Regions from separate parts of the Mus musculus genome. Here region 1 is linked to region 2. A link is a contact called in public Hi-C data. All regions are on one chromosome and are shown on one strand. Each heading gives the region's core, a stretch centred on a gene start, on an enhancer-like site or on the middle of the called end of the contact. The rest is flanking DNA. Distances are from core to core; before and after follow the strand shown. Region 1 has its middle 88 kb from the start of Gm30549. Region 2 overlaps Fars2 (phenylalanine-tRNA synthetase 2 (mitochondrial)).

What was found. Hi-C and Micro-C count contacts between places; a contact is called where the count stands out from the background.
Region 1: a Hi-C map of cortical neurons shows a contact between it and region 2, with 5 times the contacts expected there. The contact joins two enhancer-like sites.

What each region holds. Positions count from the first base shown.
Region 1 is chr13:37,155,753-37,161,972 of GRCm38.p6, reverse strand. No RefSeq gene overlaps it. Among named protein-coding and RNA genes, the nearest start is that of Gm30549, 88 kb to the right of the region's middle. Within about 2 kb of position 2,547, at least 11 of the 459 cell types and tissues checked have an H3K27ac peak or open chromatin away from gene starts, as enhancers often do. A contact at or near this core is called in cortical neurons, where this site is marked.
Region 2 is chr13:36,530,126-36,536,600 of GRCm38.p6, reverse strand. The region is part of intron 6 of Fars2 (phenylalanine-tRNA synthetase 2 (mitochondrial)); the gene reads right to left. Among named protein-coding and RNA genes, the nearest start is that of Gm46409, 80 kb to the left of the region's middle. Within about 2 kb of position 4,535, at least 22 of the 459 cell types and tissues checked have an H3K27ac peak or open chromatin away from gene starts, as enhancers often do. A contact at or near this core is called in cortical neurons, where this site is marked.

The DNA of each region.
Region 1 (6,220 bases), core at 1,298-3,797, 630 kb before region 2:
GACTTGATTAAATGAACCTAAGAACAACTGAAAAAGTTGAGAGATATTCTGTGTTCATAGATAGGAAAACTAAATATTCAGAAGAGAAATTCTGAATTTGCCCATACTCTCATTACAATCTCATTCAAAATTTGGAACATTAACACTGCAGATACCTACAAACTGTTTCTAAAATTCATATGATGGTGTAAAATTCCTAAAATAGACAATAGCCCCAAATTGACAGAAGAGCATGGCCAGAGGACCGGCATTGCCCAAGCTCAAGATTTGTCACAAAAACCAACTCTAAATTGATCATAGGCTTAGGTATAAAATGCAGAACTACTTAACTCATAGAGGGTAGGAAAAGAATCTAGAATGTTTTGGCATGATGATGACATTTTACATCTAACATTGGTGATATAATTCAGGAAAGAAATGATTGATAAATTGTACTTCAAAAAAGAAACCAGTTCTGAAAAACAAAATAGCAAGGGACTGAAAAATAATGCATGGTCTGGGAAAAACAATCTGATAAACTTGGTTGGGATGTATTTATGTGGGAGACTCTATCTTTAATATATAAAAAAGAAATTCAATTTAAAATTAAAGGTAAGATAATAGACCTGATAAAGGGCCATTATCCAAGATGCACAAAGAACTGTGAAGACACCAAGAAAAAAATACACAAGTCAAACTTTAATGAATACCCTCATCAAAGAAGACAAAAATGGCAAATAAGCTTGGGAGAATTTAATTGCTTCATCTTGGGTGCTGGGTATTCCAAGTCTCAAGATGGTCGGTCACTTGATTGGGCCTCAACTGGACCTGGTCTTTCTGGAACCCACAAGTATATACACCTACAATCCTGACTCCTCCTAAAGGCTTCAGAAAATCTTTCTAAATTCACAGAGATGAGTTTTAAGGAACCAAGTTTTATACTTTATAATCCTACAAAGAACATATCACTGTGTGCTAAGGGTCAGCTTAATGACACCTGGTAGTTGTATAAGCTATGCATGTCTGTGTATATGTAACAGTTAATGCACATACATTTCCTTGTTCCCAAGGCAGAGAGTGTCTATAACTAACTGCACTCAGTAGTTAGGACTCAAGGATTTGTTTCTAGGATATCATCCAATAAGAGAGTTGGGCACCCTGGGAGAATAGCTGATTCTAGGAGCGGTTCAAGAAACACAAGATAATAATTCTGAGACAAATGAAGAAAAACATATGTAAAGCCACATTATTGGTAGAAAGGGAACAAAATGGAGCCAGTTTAAAGAGCTCCTGATGGTGAAAACTGGAATAATGTGGGCAACAAAGCACAATGTATAGAATGTCATCCAAAGAACATCAGCACCTCGGGAATGAGTAAACAGAGAAAAGCACACATCAGCTAAGTCCAAAAGTTCTGAGCACAGCTCTTGAAGTGTTAGTCTCAAATGACTCTCCAAAGAGAAGTATAGGAAAAGGAAACAGTGGTACCCTAGTGAAGTGCTGCATCATGTGAGTGATAGATGCATGTCAACATCTTGGTTGAAAGGTCACACTGATACTACTCATGCTTACTGTTTGCCAGTGATTAAGATAGTGACCATCATCGCCAAAATCCACAGCATCCATTATTCCATGGGACAGATATCAGAGAGACTCAGGTGGAGGCAGGCGTGCTCTACCAAATACTTAGCCAGTGCTCCTCAGAGCTGTCTAGGTCGTCAAAGCCAGGCTACAAGAATTGCTTTCAGGGAAGAGGAGGTTAAAAAGACACTGTCACCAGACATCCTATGGTGTCCTGTGTGGAACACTAGAGTGGGAAAAGAACATTATGTAAACAACAACAACAAAAACTAGTTGATAACCACATATCATTATTGGTTCACCAAGTGTGACAAATGTGTCACACTATTATAACATAATGACGGGGAGAAACAAGTTGTTGAGCACCTAGGCATTCCGTTACCATCTTCCAAAACTTAAAATGAACGGTTTATTAAAGAAGTCCCTCTAGAGGCTTCTCCAAGGCTCTCAGTGTAGTCATCTCTCATGGGCAGCAGTGCTGGATGGAAAGCCACTTTCTACATTCCCAGGCTGTTTAAGTAGATGTGAATATGAGACAGAGACTGAATATCTCCCTGACTTGCTAGGACAAAGGATGTTCATCCTGAGACAAAGCCAGGTGACTGTAACCCTGTGTGTCCAGGTGTGCCTGACACTGCGTCCAGTAATGGCTTCTCTGGAGGAGAGCAGGCGGCTTACCGGAAGCCACAACTATCACCTTATCTAATGACTTAAGATAGAATTGATATCTTATGAATGTGTCAGGTGCACATGCACTCACATGCATGATCAGTTCTGAATTTGGAATAGTCCCACTGTCTAGCTGCTTGCTCTCTTAGAGACACATTTTAAAATAAAATAAAATAAAATAAAATAAAATAAAATAAAATAAAATAAAATCCTAGACATCCCCAGAATTCACAGGAGGACATACGTGCCTAGAGGGACTGAGGCATAGCCCTGTGGCATCAGAGATTTTCTTTCCAAGTGCCTTGTCACTGCTGGGGGTGGACAAACACCAATCTTTTACATATTTTTTTCTCTAAATGTATAAAGTGACTCTCTCTCACTGCCCACCTCACAGCCCCCACACTCCAGTTTCTGCTTTGTTCCTATTTTCAAGGCCTTCTGGCATTACCTCAGAATAAACTAAAAATCTCCTCAAATTGGATCCTTGACTAATTCCAGAGGGGAAGAGTTTCGTTGTAAATTCTGTTTGCTTATGGATTCCTCACACTGTTTGCAAATTCCACAGGGCTGGAAGGTCTCCAGACCTATTTAAATCCCTTTTCCAATTATCCAGCCCCATCAAAGATGTCACTGGCTTGAAACAAAAAATCCAGAAGGATTGTTTTCTACAGTGTGTAAAAGGCCAGAATTTTTAAGGCATATGTTGCCTGTTTGGCAATGTTACGTGGACACCAGTATACATAGCTTCTCAAAAGCAACGCTGTCCTGAGTCTTCTAACTCAGAGCTGGAGGGGCCCCAGACTGGCCCTGCAGGAGGCAGTCAGGTTTTTTCCCACCCAGCATGTGGAAGATTTTGAATAAATTGGGAAAGAACATTTTGGGGTTCTACCACCCACATTCAGTTTGAATGCTCCATGGGGCCACAGCTGAGCTGTAGCTACAAGAAGGTTGTCATTCCCACTTTCTGAAAGAGCTCTATACATAGTAAACCTACAGGTCTGCTTTTCCTAAGGCCGGGGTTTTTGTTGTGTTCTTGTTGTTTGTTCTGCTCTCTCTCTCTCTCTCTCTCTCTCTCTCTCTCTCTCTCTCTCTCTCTTCCTTTTGGAGGTGGCATATTGCTAAATACCAGGGCTGGGAGGTCCCAGGTTTCTAGTCCTTGGAGTCTGTGGAGTCTAGCTTTGGGAAGAAAATCCTGTGTTCTGACTCATTATGTGAAAGACCTTGGTTGACTCTTGGGGCTGTTTCACTTCAAACAGGATGGATGTCTAGAACATTTCTACCCAGGAAGTCCTACTTGCCTGTCTGGTGTAAATGACTATCTTATTAACAACTAAATAAAACCAGAGAGCATCATCTTTAGGATCCCAGTCTATGTATATGTGTGTGTGCATGCCTGGAGACTGCCATGTGCCTTGTACCCCAATCTGGAGGCATTTGTCAGCTGAAACACATTATCACTATCAGTTGACCAGAAGTGTGGAGTGTTGTTAGGGAGCAGGAGACACCAATGACAAATTCTAAGGTATTTTGGAGTGGTGACCTAGGGCCTCTTCCTGTGACTTTTTTTGGGGGGGCTGATATATAGGAAATCTCCCACAGTTCTACCCTGATTATGATCACGGTAATCCCATGAACTGGGGTCCCAGACTAAGAAGAGGAAGTAGTGGGACACATTTATCACATGCTTCCTGATTGCTGAGGTGATGTGCATCTCATGACTCCCCCAGGCCCCAGCCCCCAGCTTGTCAGGAGGACTATGTCCTCAAACTGTGAGCCCACACAAATGCTTCCTTCTTTTAAGTTGCCCTTGTCAGAGCAGCAGGTGATTCATCCAAGCGTTGGATGAAAAGCAACCAGAAGGTGAAGGTTTATGCGTCCCTTTTCTCTTTGCAGCTTAGCTACAGTTCTTTAAATTTCAGTCTCTTCCTAAGGATTTAATAGATTAGCACTCAGCCAACCGATTATCTACTCTAATCAGTCAATCCACTAACACTCCTTGAGGGTCGGTATATAAAATGCATCTCGATGCTTACTCTGAAGGATGCAAAAGGAATACATGGAGGTGAATTCTGGGCCAAAAATGTCTCTTTGAACAAGTGGAAGTAAGTTATGGAAAGTGCTGGGCATTTGTGTGACGTAAGCCCTCTGTGGATGGTGTCTACTGATGCTCCTTCGTTGCTGCTCCAGTTCGGTGACCCCTCTCCTCTTTGAGCAAGCTAAAGAGAGTTCTTCTAGGCTTCAAGTTCTTCTTGGAGAAGATGGAGATGATGTGGTAGCTTTTGTTCTCTAAATGTGTCATGAGTCTTACATAAGGTCACATTTGGAAAACTGCTTTGAACACTAGAAAACATGGGACAAAATTTAGGAATGAACAATTACTTGTTGGTGAGAGGGATAAGGGCTTAATTCCAAGTGAAGGGAAGAAATCATATATTCTTGTTGTAGCTCCTGCTCTTGGGACAGGCCAGGGACAAGATCTTGAGTGATATCTATTACACCATCCACTTCCAGGTCTCTAGGGCTAGGTGTTTGAGTGACTGATTATGCTGTTTAAACTGTAATTTGATATAATCACTTAAGAGGAGTGTCTTGTTTATTTTTCCATTTATTATTATTATTATTATTATTATTATTATTATTATTTTAGACAAGATCTTACTATGTAGCTCTGGTTGGCCTCAAATTCACAGAGAACTGTGTGCCTCTATCTCCTGGGTAATGTGATCATAGGCATTAGGCATGCACAGCTATGCCCAGCTGAGAAGAGGGTCTGAATGAGGGAATTATCTATACCAGATTGGCCTGTGAGCAAGTCTGTGGGGGACTGCCTTCATCATTCATTGATATAGGAAAGTCCACCCTGAGTTTGGGTATCGTCATCTCATGGCTTGTGCTCTTGGATGCACAGGGTTGGGGATTGCCAGCTGAATACTGACTGGGCAAACAAGAGCAGTTTTTCTCTTCACTCTTAACTGTGGATAGAATATGACTTGCTGCTTGAATTCTTGCCTTTGGCTTCCCCAAACCATAGAGTGTGGCTGGGGTAGAGTGTAGGCCAAACACAGCCTTTCCTCCTCTCTGTTGCTTCTTTTCAGGTTGTCACAACAACAGAAATGCAATGAAGACATAGAATATGGGGAAAAGATGTAAAAGATGAGGTTAAAATTTATCTCAAGTTTTGTTTCCCAGCTAATAAGGTCATCCACATGTTCATTCACTCAACACTTCCTGGTGGAATCGTGAAAAAAGACCATCTCCCTGATCTTCTGACTCTCCAGAGAATCTTACTCAGTGAATGTTCTCTCTAAATTTTACCATCTAGCAAATCAGGCAGATGCCAAAGCCCAAGACACAACTGGGTCCCTGACATCTCTGAAAGTGATTCCAGACTTTGAATTGTAGCTGCTGTCTTCTGAGGACCATGGGCTGGGCTGCTGGAGATGTCACAGCAAAGCTCTGCGGGGCACATGGAAGGGTTGTGGTGGCTTGCTGAGCTCCCGAATCTATGCCAGTGGTTACAGAGCACTGGAAGGTGTTATGTAATGAGCTTCTGGTTCACTTATATGCATACATTTTTATCACCCATCTGAGGGAATTAAAGTCCCTTATTAAAACAAAATGCAGACTCTCTATAGTTTTCATTCTCATAGGAGACTGTCCAGGTAAGGGAAGGTATTTGGGCTACTTGTGCCTACCTCTATTCCTCCATGTTTTATCTGTCTCCCGGGTTTGCTTTCTTTAATTACTGTAACACCATTGCATTGGCTTCCCTGTAAACTCTGTCCTAGCAGTGAGCAGAACATTCTAGAACTTTTCATTTCCACTGGAAAACAAAGATTTTGAACCTTGAGTTCTAGAATTCTCTGAAAGGCTCTATTCAGTAGAATAAAGGAGAAGCCATAAAAGGTGAAATCCAGAACACGGATTTCTAAGCTGGTCACAGCCACTGTCTGTCCTACCCCTTCTCTGGATGTAGCTGGAGCCACAGCTG
Region 2 (6,475 bases), core at 3,286-5,785:
GGAGGCAGAAAAAGACAAGTGTCTGTCTTGGCTCTAGGCCCCTTATTTATTCACTATTTCTCCCCCCTCAATTTAATTTATTCAGTTTACATCCCGATTGCTGTCCCTTCATCCTGAGTGTCTCTTCTCCTCTGACACCCACTGAGCCTCTGACTGAGTGGAAGTCCCCCTGGGCATCCCCCCTGCCTCGACCCTGCCATATCAAGTCTCTGCAGGGTTAGGTGCCACTTCTTCCCCCGAGGCCAGACAAGACAGCTGAGTTAGAGGAACATATTCCACAGACAGGCAACAGCTTTAGGGACAGCCTCTGCTCCAGTTGTTTGGGACCCATATAATAACGGAGCTGCTCATCTGCTACATAAGTGAGCAAGGGGAGTGGAGCCTGGGTCTCCTTATTCTCTTTTCCCAGGTATTTTCCCATTTCTTCCCTACTCTGGCTTATCCATTTTACTTTTCTGTCTTTGCCCCTCCCACCTTGAGCTCATATTTGGGAAGTGGGAGTTTCTAGGGCCCTCTGCTATTCCTTGCAGGGCCTGTATTTAGCCAGGCACAGAGCCCCCATCTGCAAGGGATGCAGGAAGGAGTCACCTCCAAGGTGCTCATATTCAAGCAAGGCTAGCATGTCCCTTCCTCTTTAGCATCAGCAGTCCATTTTAGATGAAAGAAAAATGCTTTCCTTCTATCCTTTCTTACTTCCCCACCCTAGCCCAAGTCATGAATTGACTTCAGTAATAAGAAGAACTAGGTCTGTTTAGCCCCAGAGATTGGTTTGCCTTGCAAACCATGGGCTGATGGAGCTGTGGCAAATTGCCAAACATGTAAGGACTAGGACTCCCTGAAGGGAGGGTACTTTTGGATTTGGACCAGAGCTCTTTACTGCATCACACCCTTCACGGCAGCCTTTTAGCCCTAGTGCTCCCCAGTCTTTCACTGGACACATAAGTTCACTCTGACTGACATCTTCACTAGGCAGACTGTCCCCAAGATACAGCTGTGAGCTCAGAAGGCAGAAGGGACTTGTCCAAGTTCGAACAGCAGGACAGTGTTATAGGAGTGGAGTTAGGGCCAGGCAACACGGCAGGGATATGAAATAGTGTGTGTTGCTATGAAAAGGTGCAGTGGGTTTCCAAACCACTAAATGTAGAGTTGCTACATAATCCAATGATTTCTAGGTTTATGTCCCAGAGAATGGAAAGCGGCGGCTGCTCAAACTAAAAGTCAGACAAAAGTTTGCTGCTGAGCCTTGTGATCATGTCTGTACCCTCAGGTAGCTGGCGAGGCTAAGGCAAAAGGTTCACAAGGTCAATGAGCGACTGAACTACAGAGCAAGTTCAAGGCCAGCCCTGGCAACTGCATGAGCCCCTGTGTCAGAACGAAAAGGAAAAAGAGGGCAGGGCCTATAGTTCAGTGGTAGAGTTTACCAATGATGTATGAGGCCACAGGTTCAATTCCTGCCCCACCCCCATAAAGAGGGGCAGTAGGGGACAGAGAGGGAGAGAGAGAGAGAGAGAGAGAGAGAGAGAGAGAGAGAGAGAGAGAGAGAGAGAGATTGATTTTCCTAAAAGCTGTATGTTCAGTCATTACCAACAAATGGATGGATATTAACAGATTTAGTATAGGCAGAGAATGTAATTCCAATGAGTGGAAACTAGGTGAACTTCAAAACCAAAGTAGTAGAAGCTGCATACCACACACTGCATGGTCCCACTGTCTGAAACATCCAGACATCCAGACTAGAGAACTGCCCTATGGCACTGAACTGTATACTTTCAAAATGACTAATTTCATGTTATGTGAATTTCATTTCAATAGGATAGAAATGAAGCATAGAGAGTGTGGTTTCAGAACAGTCTTTCCCACCACACTCAAGAGCTCTGTCAAGCATCCTCCTCCCCTTCACCTCTGAGCTCTTCCTATGACTCGGATCCTGAATCTCACCAAAGGCCCTGGTTACTGGGAGGTAGTGGGGCCTTTAAGATGTAAGCTGTAGCAGGGTGCTTAAGTTTACTGGGGACAGGTTCCTAGAGGGCAGATAAGGGGCACGCAGCTCCTTCTTTCTCTTTTCAAACCCAGCATAGGGTAAATAAGTCTCTCTGATCATATGCTCCCACTCTAACATGCTTCCACAGGCTCAAAACTAACGAGTCAATTGCTCATGGACTGAAGGCTCTAGACTACAGGCCCAAATAAACACTTCCTCATTTCTCAGGCATTTCTCATAGTGACAGAAAGCGAACACATCTAACTTCCTCTAAGCAGCAATATAGTTTTAAAATGACTAAGCAAGACACAGAATAAGCTTGTCTGACTTAGAGAGGACACAGGGATGACCCGGATGACCAGGACACATAGACAAGGAATGCACTGACAGAGGTCTTCCCTACTGGTGCAGTACTGGGTCTGGGCGGCAGGCGGTTGCCATGGCTTTCTGTCCAACCCATAGGGCCCAGCGTTTGGGATGAGTCGAGTCGGCTGTATAATCTGGAGCTTCATAGGCAAATCAAAGTTCACTTTCATGTACTCCACAGTTTCTACTTGTGAGAAAAATAAACAAGATTATCTATTGTTCAGTTAAGGAGGTCAAATCCCTTTGCTGACAAGGTGGAAAAGAATGAAAAAAAAAAAAAAACCAATTTCCATTGCCTTGTAATACTGGCTGATTGTACAATGTGTGGTTGCTGGCTAGAACTTGGCATTTTGCCTTTTTTTTTTTTAAAAAAAACAGAGATTTTAATAAGTACCTTACAGTGTTTTCAACCGGGACTATTCGTTTATAGACTTCGTTAGTCAGTCATTCAACAAAAAGCATCTTGCAGGCACTGAGCTTGACAGAAAGGAGCACAGAGAATCTGTCATCCAGCAGTGGGCCAGTTGGCAGTAAGAGGGCTGGCAGCCACTTGGCGGTAAAGCCAGCTGTGCCACTCTGCAGGCGACAGGGATATCTAAGGGTCTCCTCGTCAGCACATGGGAGATACCATGTGCACTGGCATGGTGCTATTCGTCTAGTTACAGAGTTGGACACTGAAGAAACCAAAAAAGAAATCTGGGTCATTCTGCCTGTAGACACTGGACACAGGCAGCCATACGTGACCATCCTTGTCTGCTCCTGAGTGATTCAGGATGGTCTGCTGTGCCAATACCACAACATCTTGTGCTTCTCCCAACCAGCCTGACATCACCCCCACCCCCTTTCAGGGTCCAACTAGGGGAAACAAAACACATGACTTGCTTTCACCTTGGTCCTGTTCCCTGCTCCACTCTGAACGTCAAGGCTTACCCAATTCCACCTCCCACCCAAGTCCGGATGCTCAGGCAGAAACTGAGAACCAGGATGGGCAATCCCATGTGAACTATGGGGAGAGGAGGCAGGCCAGCGGGACAAGCCAGCAGAGGGGGATTCTGTTTTAGTGCCTCCTCCTCCGAGACTCCTAACTTTAGACCAAAGAGAAAGCTGCGTGGGATTGAGAACAGTCAAGTCTGGATCAGTGAAAGGACTGTCAAGCTTATGCCTAAAAGGGTTTAGCAATCCCCTTCAGGGTATGCATCCAAAGGAGGTTTTAACAGGTGTTGAGAGGACCTGGACCCCATGCTTATTGGCACAGTATTCATAAAGCCAAGATATGAGATTACCACAAGCATCCGGCAGGGGGTGAATGGAAGAAGAAATCAAGAACACTTACTCAATGGAATACTACTCAGTCTTTAAAAAGGTGCGATGGTGTCATCGCAGCAGCATGGGTGGTCCCGAGGATGCTATGCTCAGTGGAGTAAGACAATTACAGAAGGGACACAGTGTGTGCTCTCTCTTATTTGTGGGGCCTAAAGAAGCTGGTCTCACAAAAAAAATAGGGGCGGGGGCTGCCAGAGGCTGGGGTGGGGATGAAAGATCAACAAAGTTATGGAAGGTGAAAGGAGCAGGCTCTAGTGATCTGTGGCAAAGCAGATGACCCTGGCTAGTGACCCTGTTTTGAATATTTTACATTATCTACAAGAGGACTTTAAATGTTCTCAAAACAAAGAGATGACGAATGTCTGAGGTGACGGATATGCCAAGCACCTTGATTACTGTATCATTACACATAGCTCAAAATATTTTACTGCATCCTGTAAATATTCATATTTGTGTCAGTCTTAATGTGAAAAAGCTGAGCAATAAATATCTTAAAACAAAATAGAAAGAGTAATAAAGTGAACCATCATCAGAACTACTTGAAGATTAACTAGTGCTCCCCCCAGCTCAAAGTATGGGGGGTATTTTCTGAAGGGGTACAGGGCTATGGAGCCGCCTGGAAAGAAGGAACAATGGGTCAGAGTCTTGGTGAGGGAGGGAAGACTTCTATTATACAACCACTGGGTTCACCGTGGCAACCAAACTAGCTCTGAACTTGAAATAAAACCCTTCCTCACATGCAGCCCAAACCTATCTCCTACAGCATCCACAATAGTCTGCTTTTCCATCTGTGACAGAGCAGCTACTCTGTGTTCTTGGATGGTATGCCTGACACCTCCCAGAATAGACGAGGCATGACCAGTGGGCACTGCAGACACTGCCTATCCATCCACACAGAGATTACTCAGTGCAGAAAGATGCTGTCCAGAAGAGTTCCACTGACAGAGTGAGAAAGCTGGATCCTTGGCTTTGTAGTCAACTAGTTCCTGCTTGTCAGAGACAAAGGTTCAGCCCGATGCCCCATGTTATCACTCTTCTGCTCAGTGGAGAAAGCAAGTTCATTCAATGTATCCAGAAGCTCGTGGAAGCCAGACAAGAAGCACGGGCGGCAAGACGAGGGAGGGAGGGAGACAGCTCGATGTTACTTCCAAGGACAGGACCGAGAGCTGCCAGGCTGTGGGAGAATGGAGAAGCACCTGACTTTGTAGTTGAGAGAAAGCTGGTTCCAATTCCCGTTCTCTTTGCTGTGAGATCTAGGGCCCCTGCATGACCTCTTGTGCCTTGGAGTTCTTGCCTATGAAGCAAGACCTCCATTTCCTTCTTCTATCTCTGAGGACTAGATGGACACACTATACAGCAATTATTTCAGAGCCTGCCCATCAAGAGTGGATTATCTACTCAGTGGTGGGGACACATTCCAAGACCACAGTGACTGCCCAGTACCAGCAATAGCAACAAACACTATAGATACATTTTTCTAAAGTATGACTGGGGTACCTGTGATGAAATTTGATTTAAATTTAAAGTTTAAGTACATGAGAGGCGAACCCCCCCCCAACCCTCACCCCTCACCATCTGAGGCAGATGGAAGAGCTTGTCCCAGTGAGCTGTCCCGGATGGGGTGTGGGTTAATTGCTGGAGGGTATCAGTGAGGGAGAGCTGACCCTATCACTTCTCTGCTATGAAGTGGTCTTGGATGGGGGAAGATGCCTTCCACCCCCTCACTACTGAAGGCAGACAGGAGAACTGACCCTAGGAGAGAGTGTAGGAGAGCTGGTTCTACAACTCACCTGTCAAGAGGTGGCATGGGTCCCTCCCCCTTCCTATGAGCAATACTGAGAGCTGGCCCAGAGGAGAACTAGCTCTGCCCCCTCACTGGCTGTAGTGCTCTGGAGAGCTGGCCCTGATGGTGAAGTCAAGGGTGAGCCAGCTCAGGGGGTGTGAGAGTAGGAGAGTTGGCCCAGCCCCTTGCAGGCTACAGCACTTGGAAAAGTGCTCCCCACAGCCCCTCCTGCTATGACTGGGCAGCACAGTGGAGTTGTCTCTGGAGGCATGAGTGCTGGTGAGCTGGCCGGAGACCATGAGAGCAGAAGAAATGACCCTGCCTCCTGCCAATGGTGGCATTGGGTGGCCTGGCCAGAACAGTGCTAGAGAACTCACCCCGGTGGCTCACTGACTGGCACAGCTGCCACCAGGCCCATATCCAGAGCTCTGAATTGGCCCACCCCAAAATCTATATCACTTGCAAATGGTTGAGATACGTGAATGGGCCATTCCTGCTTTTCTAAAGCTGCAGGATCTCCATGACGAAGGGCAACAACAGGAGAACTGGGAGGAGTCCCAAGGAGGAGCCAATAGTGATGGTGTCACAGAAACAGAGATCTCGAACCAGACCAAATGATTCATTGTGATGAACATCAGCAAGTGAAGGTGTGTGGACAGAGGGATATATTGTGAGACACACTGTGGCATACTACTACAACTTGCATGATGAGATGTTTTTCGATGTTTTTTGTTTGTTTGTGTTTTTTATTGGGGGCAGGGGAATTCAAGAGCAAAGGGTAGATATTAAGGGAGGGTAGATATTAAGGGATAGGGAGATGTGTAGGGCTGGGGTGCATAATATGATCAAAGAATCAATTAAAATATTTTTTAATAAAAGGATAAAAATAGTAAAATGGAACAATTGCAGTTGCAACTATGTAACAAAAAATTTCCACTGTTGGTGCTCTTGAGCTTTGGGCCTTTATTAAATTAAAGTCTATTTGACTCAAGAACTTATATCACACAGCTGATCTGATATGT